Regions from separate parts of the Mus musculus genome. Here region 1 is linked to region 2. The links are chromatin contacts, called in public HiCAR-type maps. All regions are on one chromosome and are shown on one strand. Each heading gives the region's core, a stretch centred on a gene start, on an enhancer-like site or on the middle of the called end of the contact. The rest is flanking DNA. Distances are from core to core; before and after follow the strand shown.

What was found. HiCAR-type assays count read pairs that join an accessible place to other places.
Region 1: a contact with region 2 is called in a HiCAR-type map of embryonic stem cells, with 13 times the contacts expected there. The contact joins two enhancer-like sites. A contact is called at or near these places in 1 of 15 datasets of contacts at CTCF or cohesin (pro-B cells), 22 of 484 Hi-C or Micro-C datasets (the HPC-7 cell line, bone marrow-derived macrophages, embryonic stem cells and 3 more), 12 of 115 datasets of contacts at active chromatin or transcription factors (embryonic stem cells and epiblast stem cells) and 1 of 9 other capture datasets (embryonic stem cells).

Annotation. Positions count from the first base shown.
Region 1 is chr15:41,655,829-41,661,899 of GRCm38.p6, forward strand. All of the region lies in intron 3 of Oxr1 (oxidation resistance 1), which reads left to right. Among named protein-coding and RNA genes, the nearest start is that of Abra, 210 kb to the right of the region's middle. Within about 2 kb of position 2,728, at least 13 of the 459 cell types and tissues checked have an H3K27ac peak or open chromatin away from gene starts, as enhancers often do. A contact at or near this core is called in embryonic stem cells, where this site is marked.
Region 2 is chr15:41,349,974-41,356,526 of GRCm38.p6, forward strand. No RefSeq gene overlaps it. Among named protein-coding and RNA genes, the nearest start is that of Gm41312, 36 kb to the left of the region's middle. Within about 2 kb of position 2,273, at least 11 of the 459 cell types and tissues checked have an H3K27ac peak or open chromatin away from gene starts, as enhancers often do. A contact at or near this core is called in embryonic stem cells, where this site is marked.

The DNA of each region.
Region 1 (6,071 bases), core at 1,478-3,977, 310 kb after region 2:
GCAAATTTTTAATTCATGAATTTGCAATGGTTTGATTTCTTATCAGTTTCAAAAACATGTTTAATTACTGTGTTGAAAGAGTTGTTTGGATTCTCAGCTTTAATTTGTCTCTGTAACCTCTCTTCTAATTTGACTCTCAAAGCATTATTTTTAAAACTAAAATATATCAACTATGTAACTGAAAGTTCATTTCATAAAACAAATCTATTTCCGTATCCCTTCATTTAAAAAGTACCGTTAGTAAAAAAACAACAGCATTTTAAAACTCCATGTGTGTTACAGTTCTCTTCTGCAATGGGGCAGAAAGAAAAGGGGATTTATTAGAATGACTGACAGACTGTGGTGGACTGTCCCGTCTGCTCTTGACCAGCAAGAACAACACGACACAGTCGGATTCTTGCCTCGATACTTCTATGGGACCCCAGGCGCCCAGGGAGGCCTGCTTATATGCACCCCAGCACAGGAGAAGGCTCTGTGGCCCCCTCTGATTGGTCAGTCAGCCGGCACTCAATTTGCATGCACCCACTTGGGAAGGGTTGGCACCAAATTTGAATTGACGCCTGCGCAGTGGTGTTGTTTATGACAAAGGCAACCGGAAACCGGCACCATCTTGGAGTTGGCTTCCCACAGTGGACCACAGTCCAACAATGGCTAGCTACTGAGAGAAAGTCTAAGTTTTCAGTAATTGTTCAGTCTGCAAGTCTGGGTGTCTCAGTTGGTCTTCAGTATACTCCAGAATCCCACAAAAGTGGACTCTAATGCCGGTGAAGGAACGGACTCTCCAGTGTGAGCCAGAGGAAGCAGGCAAATAGCAAAAGTTTCTTTCTTCCTTGGTCATTATCTAGTCTGCCATGGCTGGAAGGTGTAGCCCAGATTTAAGGTGGAACTTCTTCTCTCAAAGAATCAGGATTTAGGGTGGGTCTTCACATTTCTAAAGATCCAATCTAGAGAACTCCCTCACAGGTGTACCTAGCCACTTGGCTTTTAGCTAATTGACGATGGAGTGCGGATGACAATCATGAATAGCCATCACAGGATGAATTAGGAATTTCATATTCCAGAATAAAATAAGTCCCTCTATCCTATCTCAGGTAATCCTCAGAACAATTCTGTTACACTCTGTCTATACAGATGAGGAATCATGTCTAAAAGATGCAGAAGAGGTAAACATGAACCATACATGACAGGCTCTGCAGGCAAAATTCGTTCCCCATTTTAGGCCTGAAGAGGCAGATCTGTCATTGAACAGGAGGACAGCCATTCCTCATAGGGGTTGAACAGAGATAGTCTATGGGTGACATAGTACAGTGACATTTCTAGAGGTAACACAGTGTCCTAAATAATCTCATGGAAAGAAACTGTACCCATCAACCTGTAGACCAGCCAGCCAATATGCCCTTTCTTTGCAGGGTACCTTTCAGTGTCTCAATTCAGGATTTGTACAACTGAAAATCCCAGGGATCCCTCTGGTGGTACAGTGCAGTACTACAACTAAGTCGATCCCTGGCCCTCTACAATTCACTGTATTTGAATCAAGCTGGAAGAATTTTTATTTTAAGAAAAGCTAGAACAATTTGAAATGCCTCTTTAGGTTAATGAGAGATGTAAATAGCTTCTCTAGGAATTGATTTTTGACCTCAGTTATCTTTCACAAACTTCTGTATAGCATCTATTTCCTACTGAGAGAACCTTAAGAAATAGATTATGCCTTCTTTGCACACATGGCTGTCCTTAATTAACCCTAATAGAAGGTGTTCATTAAAAGTAGCATCATATCAAAAATTGATAGCATGCAAACTCACTTTTTATAGAACAATCAGTCTTTGAATTCGTATAATAAAATTTCACTTATTTAGAATAAGTAGAGGGAAAGCTAGCTACTCTGTCTATATGAAGCCTCAATCTTCATTTGAACCTTTAAAAAGTAAAAATAAGTCACTAGATGAGTACTGCATTTTAGGTAAGAATGTCTCACTCTCCCCTCTCCCCTCTCCCCTCTCTCCCCTCTCCCCTCTCTCCCCTCTCCCCTTTCTCCCCTCTCTCCCCTCTCCCCTCTCTCCCCTCTCCCCTCTCTCCCCTCTCTCCTCTCTCCCCTCTCCCCTTTCTCCCCTCTCTCCCCTCTCCCTTCTCTCCCCTCCCCCCCCTCCCCTCTCTCCCCTCCCCCCCCCCTCTCTCTCTGTGTCTGTGTATTCTGCTCTGTTCTGCCCTAGACAGCTTCTCTTGCTACTCATAAAACTCTGGTTGAGGCAGCTCTCTCTTCAGGTAAAAATTCTACAAGATATCTGGATAGCTCATGTTTTTCTGACCAATGTTAGAAAAACTGCTACAAAAGAACTATTAAGTCATCTGACCAAGTCAGAAATCCTGTTAAGAAAAAAACTCATCAAGAGCCGCTTTGCTCTCCAAAGATCTCCAGACTGCTCAGCTCTCACTAGCGAAAATTATAGAGAACTGCTACCACTTTCTGCTAGTTCATCCCATGAAGACCAAAAGCCATTTTTAAATTTACATATCAATTCAGTTCTTTATTCCAGGCTCCCTTTTGATTATTCTATGAATCTACATACTGGTGGCCCCAGCCCTTTGATTCTTAGGAAACAGCAAGCATAAGTTTTCTTTTAAGATAGCAAAATCATTTAGAGATCTGATTGCCTCAGTTACACAAAGACGCTAAACTAGCTGGGTGGGACCCTATCCTGAAATTACCATATGTACCACACCTGGGGCTAACCTTGCCATGTCCCAGGCTGACCTTGAACTCAGGAATCTGCCTATATTTGTATCTGCTTGCCTTTGTATCTTTCTGATAAGTTGACTCATTAATGCAACTCCCTTTGTTCCTTTAGATTCATGAAGTTCTCATAATTCATATTGCGTCCTTATTTTTGCATAGTTGAGAAATTATATATTTTCAAACTCATGTATTTAGAGCTCTTCTCCATAACCTTTAGGGCTGAAAGTCCCAGTGCTTGCCATTTGCTGAGACATAGCCACACCTTCACCTCCTGGACTCCTGCTGTCTGATTATCAAGGAGTCAATAACATTAACAGAGAAACCATTCCTCGGAGGAATGTGAAATAATATACATTGTTACACAAACAAGTGTTATGCCACTACAGTCATCAATACTGCTGGAGGCTCACACTGGGATTCTGTCCTAGGGGCAGGAACCAAGTCTCTCTGTCCCCACCAGGGCCACGCCTGCTCAGCAGCCAAAGAAAGTCAAAAGCTTGTGGGTTCAGCTGGGTGGAGTATAGTGAAATTAAATATCAGAGAGAATTTAACAAATTCTAGAATGTCTACAGTTTTTATTTTTCTAAATATAGCTGTTGTCTGTCTAGAAGAGTATAGATGTCACTTTGCCTCTGTAGAATGTCAAGATTAGCAGACATTCAAAGTGACTTTAATCAGTTGACAGTTGAAGTATGGTCACTCAGTGGGGTCTCTCTCTCTCTCTCTCCCTCTCTCTCTCTCTCTCTCTCCCCCCCCCCAAAGACTTTAAATTCAAACTCCATTTTAGAGAACCTGACCTAAGTTTGAACTCAGGTAGACTAACTGCTAACTAGCATTAGTTTCCAAGTTGTCCCCAAGAAAGCCTGAGCCTAGCTTCAGTCTCTAGGCTAATCCCCAACAAGAGCAGAGTTTCTAGGTAATTCCCCCAACAAACCTGCACCCCCAGGTTACAAGACCTAATGGTCCCTTCCTAATGACCACCAATGCAGAGTAGAGCAGAAGTAAAGTTTATGATCTGACTCCCAGCACCAGACAACTAGGTTGAAGGCCACAACAGCTTTCCAATTAGATGCTTATGCATGTACTCCCTGCTTACTGCTTACTATAAAGCTTTGCCCCAATAGACAGTCTGGGCTCCCCGACCACCAAAACTGGCCTGTGTGCTGGTGGTGCGTAGGGGGTGGGGGTAGTGGGTGAATTAGCTCAAATAGAATAAAGACCCTGCTGTGAGTTGCATCTGATTAGCTCTTGTGTGTGTTTTTTGGGGATTACTAACATTTTCCTGGTCTCTCTCTCTCTCTCTCCCTCTCTCCCTCCCTCCCTCTCTCCCTCTCTCCATCTCTCCCTCTCTCCCTCTCTCCTCCCTCTCTCTGTCACAAGAGCAGTCAGATTATTGAAGAGGAACTTGATCTCGCAGATGAATGTTTAAGTAGGACCTCCTCACTCCTCCTAGCTAAATGACCATAAATAGGCTATTTAGGGTGTCAAAGCTCATTGTCTTTCATTGGAAAAGGAAACAAATCTGATACTTACTGAAAGGGTTGCTTTGAGATATAAATGAAAATATTATGTATGAAGTGCTTATAATAGCCCCTGGAGCTTAAAGATTCCAATAAATGTAAGTGAACTTCTTGCATGTGTAATGGAGGTAGCATGGCCCTGCCCTCATGAACCAAACTTCCTATCTTGATAACGTGCAGAGTTTGTCCATTTTTTCCCTGTTGAAAATCATACAGTGTCTCTCATTCCTATCAAGATGAAGTTGATACTCTATAAAATGCCCATGTCCTGGCTCTGCCTACTTTGCATCTTCATTACAAATCCCAACCCTGTAATCCCGGAGTATCAAATACTTTATAGTGTAGTATCCCCAAAATGCCAATATTTTATATGTATTGTGTTCAGTATCCTCCAGCTAGCTTTCTACCATCTTCTCTTTTAGCTTCTGAACAACTTTTGTTAGGGTTTGGGAATTGATAACGACCCCAGACTCAAATACAATAACAGAGCATTTACTCTGCAGAAACAGCCAGCAAAATGGCAATGACCCCAGACAAAGGCATGCAGGCCTTCTTTTTTTTTTTTAAGATTTATTTATTTATTATATATGTAAGTACACTGTAGCTGTCTTCAGACACACCAGAAGAGGGAGTCAGATCTCGTTACGGATGGTTGTGAGCCACCATGTGGTTGCTGGGATTTGAACTCAGGACCTTCGAAAGAGCAGTCGGGTGCTCTTACCTGCTGAGCCATCTCTCCAGCCCTGCATGCAGGCCTTCTTATAGGAAACTGGGGGAACTGTCTAGAAGAATTAGGTAATCTCTAATGTGATTGGTAGGGGCTAAAGCCTTGATATTAATATAATTTTGATTGGCTACTATGATAGGGTTAGGTAATCTCAAACTTCATTGGTGGGTGCTGGGATGGCCCAGATGGACTGCATTCCTTTGTCACGTATGATTAACTACCAGATATACTGCCCAGCACAGATGTTCTATCCTGAGATAAGGTATCTCCCATTCATGTGGCCATCTTCAGGCTTTTACTTGGGTGGGGGATTTTATTGTCTTGTTCCTGTGTTTTGGGATCCGCTGCTGGAGCAAGTGGCTTATGGCCTAGTTTCTGAGTGGAGACAAAATGGAATTAATAGAACTCTCCACTTTATGGATTTAGCCTAAACTTTCCATGTATCTGATTGTTTTTTCTGAAAGGCTGATTAACATGAACAGATTTCAAAGCATTTAACAGACACTGTCTAATGTGTATTCTTTTAATGCACTAATTATGATCTTTCTGCAAGGAAAATAAGTTATATCATCTTTGCTATAAACCATTCTACAGGGTTACATCCTTAAAAGTTGAATAGTTTATTCATGATTCGGTAGTTTTAATATGTTTGGCCCATGGGAATTAGTACTATTAGGATAGGTGACCTTGTTGGAGGAAGTGTGTCACTGTGTAGGCAGGCTCTAGGACAACTAGTGTTCAAGCTTTGCCCAGTATAGAAGAGACTCTCCTCATGGCTGACTTTGGGTCAAGATGTAGAATTCTTGGTTCTCCCAGCACCAAGTCTGCCTGCATATTGCCATGCTTCCCACCATGATGATAATGGACTGAACCTCTGAAACTTGTAAGCAAACCTAAATTAAGTGTTTTCCATTATAAGAGTTGCCTTGGTCATGGTGTCTCTTCGTGGCAATGAAGCCCTAACTAAGGCAGAAAGAGGTTGGTACTAGGGGCTGAGGTACCTGTGGTAGAAGTGACCATTTTTTTGTTTGGAGGAATATTGATTTGGGGACTTTGGAAAGCAATTGAATGCTTTGCGTGGGACCTAATA
Region 2 (6,553 bases), core at 1,023-3,522:
ATGAGTAAGACACTGACCTCTTCCAGTTAGTAACCAGAACCATGCTTTTTTCCTTTCTTGTTTCTGAATTGAGTTCACACTCAATTGGAAAAACACTTCCAAATCAGGAACTTGCTCTACTTTAGTTATAGCTTCTTCCTCATTTTCCCTCCCAACTCAGACCAAATGGAGCTTTCCTCAGCCTGATGACTCACTGACTTCCCTTGGGTCTGTTGTTGATGAACTGCAGTCTTCTTGTTCTCCACACATCTTTTCTTCTTAGTAGGGCCATGCTTACATTTCCCTAGAGCAATCTTAGTTCAGTGTTGCCATAAAGCTAGACAGCCTCCAGGAAGCCATATTGTTAGAACGAGATGAGCAATGTATGACCATCATGTTCACAAGATAACGTAAAAGCACATGGTGGATTCTTTTCTCTGCTATTGTCACTGAGAGAGCTGGAGAGTATTAAGTTATTCCACAGCAAGGATCAGGGGCATATCCACTGTGCAGGTGGCATATTTGCATTCTCAGAGGATAACTATTCTAGTTCATAACATATATACCCAAAGGTGAAATGACAATATGTTCATAACAGATATATCTGAAGATGAAATGACAATATGTTCATAACAGATATATCCAAAGGTGAATTGACAATATGTTCTGGACTATTTTTACCAGTAGCTTTCCACATAGGTTAAAGAAAAGACTCTCATGCAAACTTCTCTTCCCTATATATTATGCTCATTTTCTGTCAACTATTGTCTCTCTACAATGCCAGGAGTACTCACGTCATGGAAAGTTTTGAAAAACCCTAATGTCTAGGCCATACATTACCCAAAATATCTGAACATAAAATCTATGAATACCTACTTTCAGTGCTCCCTAATGGCTCCAAGGTACAGACATGATTGAGCTCAAAGTCTTACTGGTTCCTTGCTACTCAAATGGATGGATGAAATTAATCTCATATTCATGACTTGTTAACTTTGTGCACACATGTGAAAGTGTACATGTATCTGTCTTCATTGTTGTATGCATGTGTACATACACATGAGTATAAGCTAGATGCTGATGATGAGTGCTGTTTTTTTTTTTTTTTTTAATTGTTCTCTACCTCAGTTTGAAGGATAGTGGCACACACCAGTTCTGCTTGGAAGCTGATGGTAAGTTCCAGGAATCCTGTTTCTGTCTCCAGTAACAGAGTTATAGGAGCTCACCTCCCCATCAGGCTTCTTGTGTGAGTATTAGGGATTTGAAGAAAGACCCTCATGTTTATGGTATATAAACTGACAACTGACCCATCTCTCCCATCCCTGACTTGAGAACTTGAAAAGTGTCAAATCCCAGGTACACTCTTGAAATTTCTATGTTAAAATCTACAGTTGGAAATATCCTATGATGTCAAATATTCTTAAACTTGAAAACCCAACATTGAGAACATATAATATGTAAAAGATTATATATATGTATATATATACATATATATACCACATTTAATATCCACTGCAGTTATTAAACACATATATCATATAACATAAAAATTAGTCCATTCTTTTTAGTCTCTTGCAATAAAATATATATGTATATGTATTTTATGTACATATATATATAAATCTCATGATGCAGGAGAAAACATTAAAACTGATACTGAGAAAGTTGAGTTTGAAAAACAGGCAATAGAATTTTCTGTATCTTTTTCATAAATGCTCACTGAATGCTTGCAATGTATTCAGTGCTAGAGCACTAAATAATAAAAAAGGGCCTTTATTAGTAAGAAGTGTGTAAAAAAAAAAGATAATATAGATATATTCTAATGTAAGTGCACCAGAGATTAGATAGTTTTATAGGTAGATGATAGATAGGCACTAGCAACTTAAAGTGAAGACATTTAAAAAGATAAAAGTCTAGAATCTGCTTATAAAATAACTCCTTGTTTTATTAAAGCTATAGCTGAGGCCTAAATAGATTTTCATCAGAAAAAAAACAAAAAACAAAAAACAAAAAACAAGGAAAAGACTTGGAAAAAGGGATAAATTATGTCAGAAAAGCAGAAGAATTTCAGACTGCTGGAGAACAAATTAGAAAAGGGACAGAAGAGAGACCCATAGGAAGTAATTACAGACACAAGCATGGACCACTTATGGAGAGTCCTGAAGACCTGATTGGGTTAGGGAAGGTGACCTTTATTTCATGCAGAATGGAAAACTCACTACTAAGACCTACTGATAATGTTTTACTGGAGTAGGAGGAGAAGGTGTGCCCTCCTCCCAGCCTTGAATAGGCTAAACAAAACTCCAAAGGTTTTAGCCTCACCTTATTTGCATTTCCCTACCACAGCCTTGAGGAGTTGATCGCCTGCTGAGCTTGCCTTGCAACAGAAACCAGCTGAAACAAAGAATTGCTCTTTGGGGTTTACCCATATAAAGGCAGAGCTGAAAATAAAACTTTGACCCTGGATCAGAAATCTTTGTCTTGCCTTAATTCTCTAGCCTATCCCTTCCCTTTTTCATACACATCCTTCCTTTCTGGTGTACCCAGTTCTCCATGGCTTCTGGAAAGCTACGGGAAAGGAGAGAGGAGGGAAGGGAAGAATTCAGGATATAGAAAGAACATGAGAGAAGGGGGAGTGGAGGGGAGGGGAGGGGAGGGGAGTGGAGGGGAGGGGAGGGGAGGGGAGTGGAGGGGAGGGGAGGAGAGGGGAGGAGAGGAGAGGAGAGGAGAGGAGAGGAGAGGAGAAGAGACAAGCTTTTATGAGTTCTCCTAGCCTTCAGGCAATGGTGCAAAGATCCATGCCCATTCCATTTTATGCTTTTGCCACATTAAAACAAAAACAAAACAAAACAAAAAGGAAAAAACAAAACAAAACAAAACAAAAAAACAAATCATGGTTCCCCAAGCTACATTATGGGAGAAAACAACCCTGAGCTTCACATGTCAAGAGCATTTTTGTGCTGTGTGACTAGGGAACATAGCTTTTTCATTCATTTTTCTTTAGTTTTAATACTGGGGGAGGGGCTACTTCTAACTGCACAAGAAACTGCATTCAATAAGGACAACCGCCAGGTTCAGTGACTAGTTGGATACCTAAAGTTAAACTTTTAACTAAAGTTAAATTTTTGACTTTTGCTAGTGGCTGTCTATAGGACAAGATACAAAGTTCACATCATCAGATCTCTCTACAACTCTACTCTTTTTTTTCCCACTGTCACTGTTAAATACTACTATTGCTAAAAGACTTCTGATAGTGTCATTTTTGAACCACAAACCACACCAGATATTCTGCAGATCCTGACACATCCTCACTTCTCTATGACACCAGATCCTAACATCCCAACACAAGCTTGGAAAATAGCACTATGGGTTAACAGTACTGCTCAGCCTCACTGTGACCACTTCAACCATGTAAATTAGTTTGATTGTGTGAAGTGATGGTAAGAGCTAGAGTCCATACATCTTACATAAATTGGATGGATGGTATCCTAAGCATATAAAACAAGTATCAGAAATGTGGAACCCTGATGAAATGGGTTCTTCCACACCAATTTAGAATTTTCCTACATTCATGTAAAAGACAACATGTCTCTTACACAAACAACAACAAAAACCATAGTAAAACTGCCTATCTTACTTACTGATGAAGGGATTCTCATCAGCACAGAACCTTTTTGTCAGTGTTTCAGGAGTGTCTTAGTTAGGGTTTTACTGCTGTGAACAGACACCATGACCAAGGCAAGTCTTATAAAAAACAACATTTAATTGGGGCTGGCTTACAGGTTTAGAGGTTCAGTCCATTATCATCAAGGTGGGAGCATGGCAGTATCCGGCAGGCATGGCACAGGAGTAGCTGAGAGTTCTAAGTCTTCATCCAAAGGCTGCTAGTGGAAGACTGACTTCCAGGCAACTAGGGTGAGGATCTTATACCCACACCCACAGTGACATACCCATTCCAACCGGGTCACACCTATTCCAACAAGGCCACACCTTCAGATGGTGCCACTCCCTGGTCCAGGGATATACAAACCATCACAAGGAGCAACCTCATATACACTATGTGATGTGACATAAACAGCAGTTCCAAAAAGTAAATGTCCATGAACCCATTCCACAGACAAAACAGATATCACAGTGTTATTTAATTGCTCACAGACAGTAAGGAACTGTCCTTCCAGAAAAGCTTTGTGGGTTTTGAAGCACTCATTCTCAAACAACATGCCTATCTTGTCTCCTACCCAGTCTAATCTTGAGGTTTTCCTGTCAGGAGATTCACTGCTTGAAGATATAACAACCCCTTGCCCCCTAACACACACACACACACACACACACACACACACACACACACACACACACACGAGCTCCCTATTGCTGTTTTTCTTGACTCTGATTTTCTGTCAAGGTTGTACTTCCTGTTCTAGAAATGAATTCTCTTGTAGCCCAGGTTAGCTAGGTGGACTGCTGGGTTCTTTAGCAAAGCCTGTACCTCGTGCTTGTGCCCAGTTCCCAAGCTTCTTTGGTCTCTAGACGGGTAAATATCCTGCCTCCCATAGTCTCTGCGACTGTTCCTGAGATGTTGCCAGCATCACAGTGGTAGATAATGTTTATCCTGCTCTCTTCCTGTTTTCAGCGTGCCAAAGCCCTTACTACTCTTTAAAATCGCAGTTATGGAAGGCAACACAAAGAACAATAATGGAGGATTCTGGAGGGTTCTGGGTCTAGCTTTAGCGCTAGCTATCTTATAAGCTGAACATGTTGCCTAACCTTTCCAAGCTTTAGTGTCTTCATTAAATAGGGGCAGAGTATGGAGGATTTTGAATGATGCATGTAGAATGAGCATATAGCACCACTTAAACAACATGTTGGCTTTGGTTTTGCTCATCATGACCCCTGTTGTAAGATAAATCTGTCCTGATCACATATGTCATGTGCCTAGGCAGTGTTACTGTCAGGTTTTTCACGGGAGAGACTTTATGTCTAGTTATTTGTCTTCTTGTCACTTAACCTTGAACACATTGAGAGGCCCTTCAGGAAAAGTACGTCCCATTCATTATTTCCCCTGAACATCATTAGATATTCACACTTTTTTCTCTCCTTTCTTTCTTTCTTTCTTTCTTTCTTTCTTTCTTTCTTTCTTTCTTTCTTTCTTTCTTTCTTTCTTTCTTCCTTCCTTCCTTCCTTCCTTCCTTCCTTTCTTTCTTTCTTTCTTTTTTTTTTTTGTTAGACTGTGGAAGACTATGAAGTCAAAATGCTTCATTTTGGACATAAGACAATGGAGGCTTGGTTTAGCGAACGTGCTAGTGAAGTCAGTAGAGCAAGTTAAGGGTGAAATTGAAAAGGAGACTGAGACACATACATCATGTCTGTTACCATTGCTCTCATCCAATCCAAGAAAGGCTCTTCTCTTCTTTAAGCCAGGCTAATCATTCCTTATGTCCTTCTTCTAGACATTTTCCCCAACTATATTATGTTTGCTCATATATTATTTTAATCTAGTATCTAATTCCTCTACTGTGAAACCACAGATGTCCCAGGATTATACTCAGAAATCTGTTCCTCCCACAGTATCTGACGTACTTTCTAAAAATAGAAAGTTAACAAAAGAATGTGTGTTGCATTTAACTAGAAAGGGTCAAATCCTATTTATATGCATCTGAACAGTGTATTGCTGGCTGGTCCTGTCATGCAAAAGGGGCAGAGAATAACATGAAATTTCCCTGGACTCTTACAGCAAGATAACATTTGTTAAATTCTTCTGAAGTTCAGTGTATACTAACATCTTCAGCCACAGCACACAAATGTCACTGGTCACTGTGGCTTGGAACAACCAGAGAACTGCTCTGTACACAGACACCATACATCAACAGACCACTGAGAGACTATAAGAACATCACTGGACACTCTTAGTCATACATTCTCAGAGAACCCCAGACTGTCAGCTATATGATTGGTAATCACTCTCTAGGTATTAACATTTGGCAAGTTCAAGATTTTTCAGAGCTTGTGTCCACACTGAATATATTTATATCCCAGGTGCTTGAGATGGAATTAGCCAAAAGAGAGTGGAATCCATTGACAAATGAATAATTAGGAAGGGGAATAAATAAATATAAACTAAATAAATAAACAAGAGATAAATAATAAATAAATATGTAAATAAACATATACACATATAAAGCATTCCTCCTTGATATCTTTTAAAATATTTAAGTGCCAGTTATATACTCATGTACTTATAAGTATACATCTATTGTGGTTGAAATCTCAAAAATTGTACTGGGAAAACCTAAGTTTATCATTAGTCAGAGAGTGAGCCCAAATTGGAGCTCTCCATCAGGTGTCTCCCCTTGGAACTCAGGGAGCCTCACTGAAAAGAATGAAGAATTATAGGAGCCAGATGGGGAGAGGATACCAGAACATAGCCCACAGAATCAACTAACCTGAGATCATAAGGTCTCATGGAAACTGAACTGACAACCACGGAGCCTGCATGAGTCTCCCCTAAGACCTTTGTGTATATGCTAAAGTTATGTAGCTTAGTGGTCTTTGTGGGACTCCTAACAGTGGGAGTAAGGTC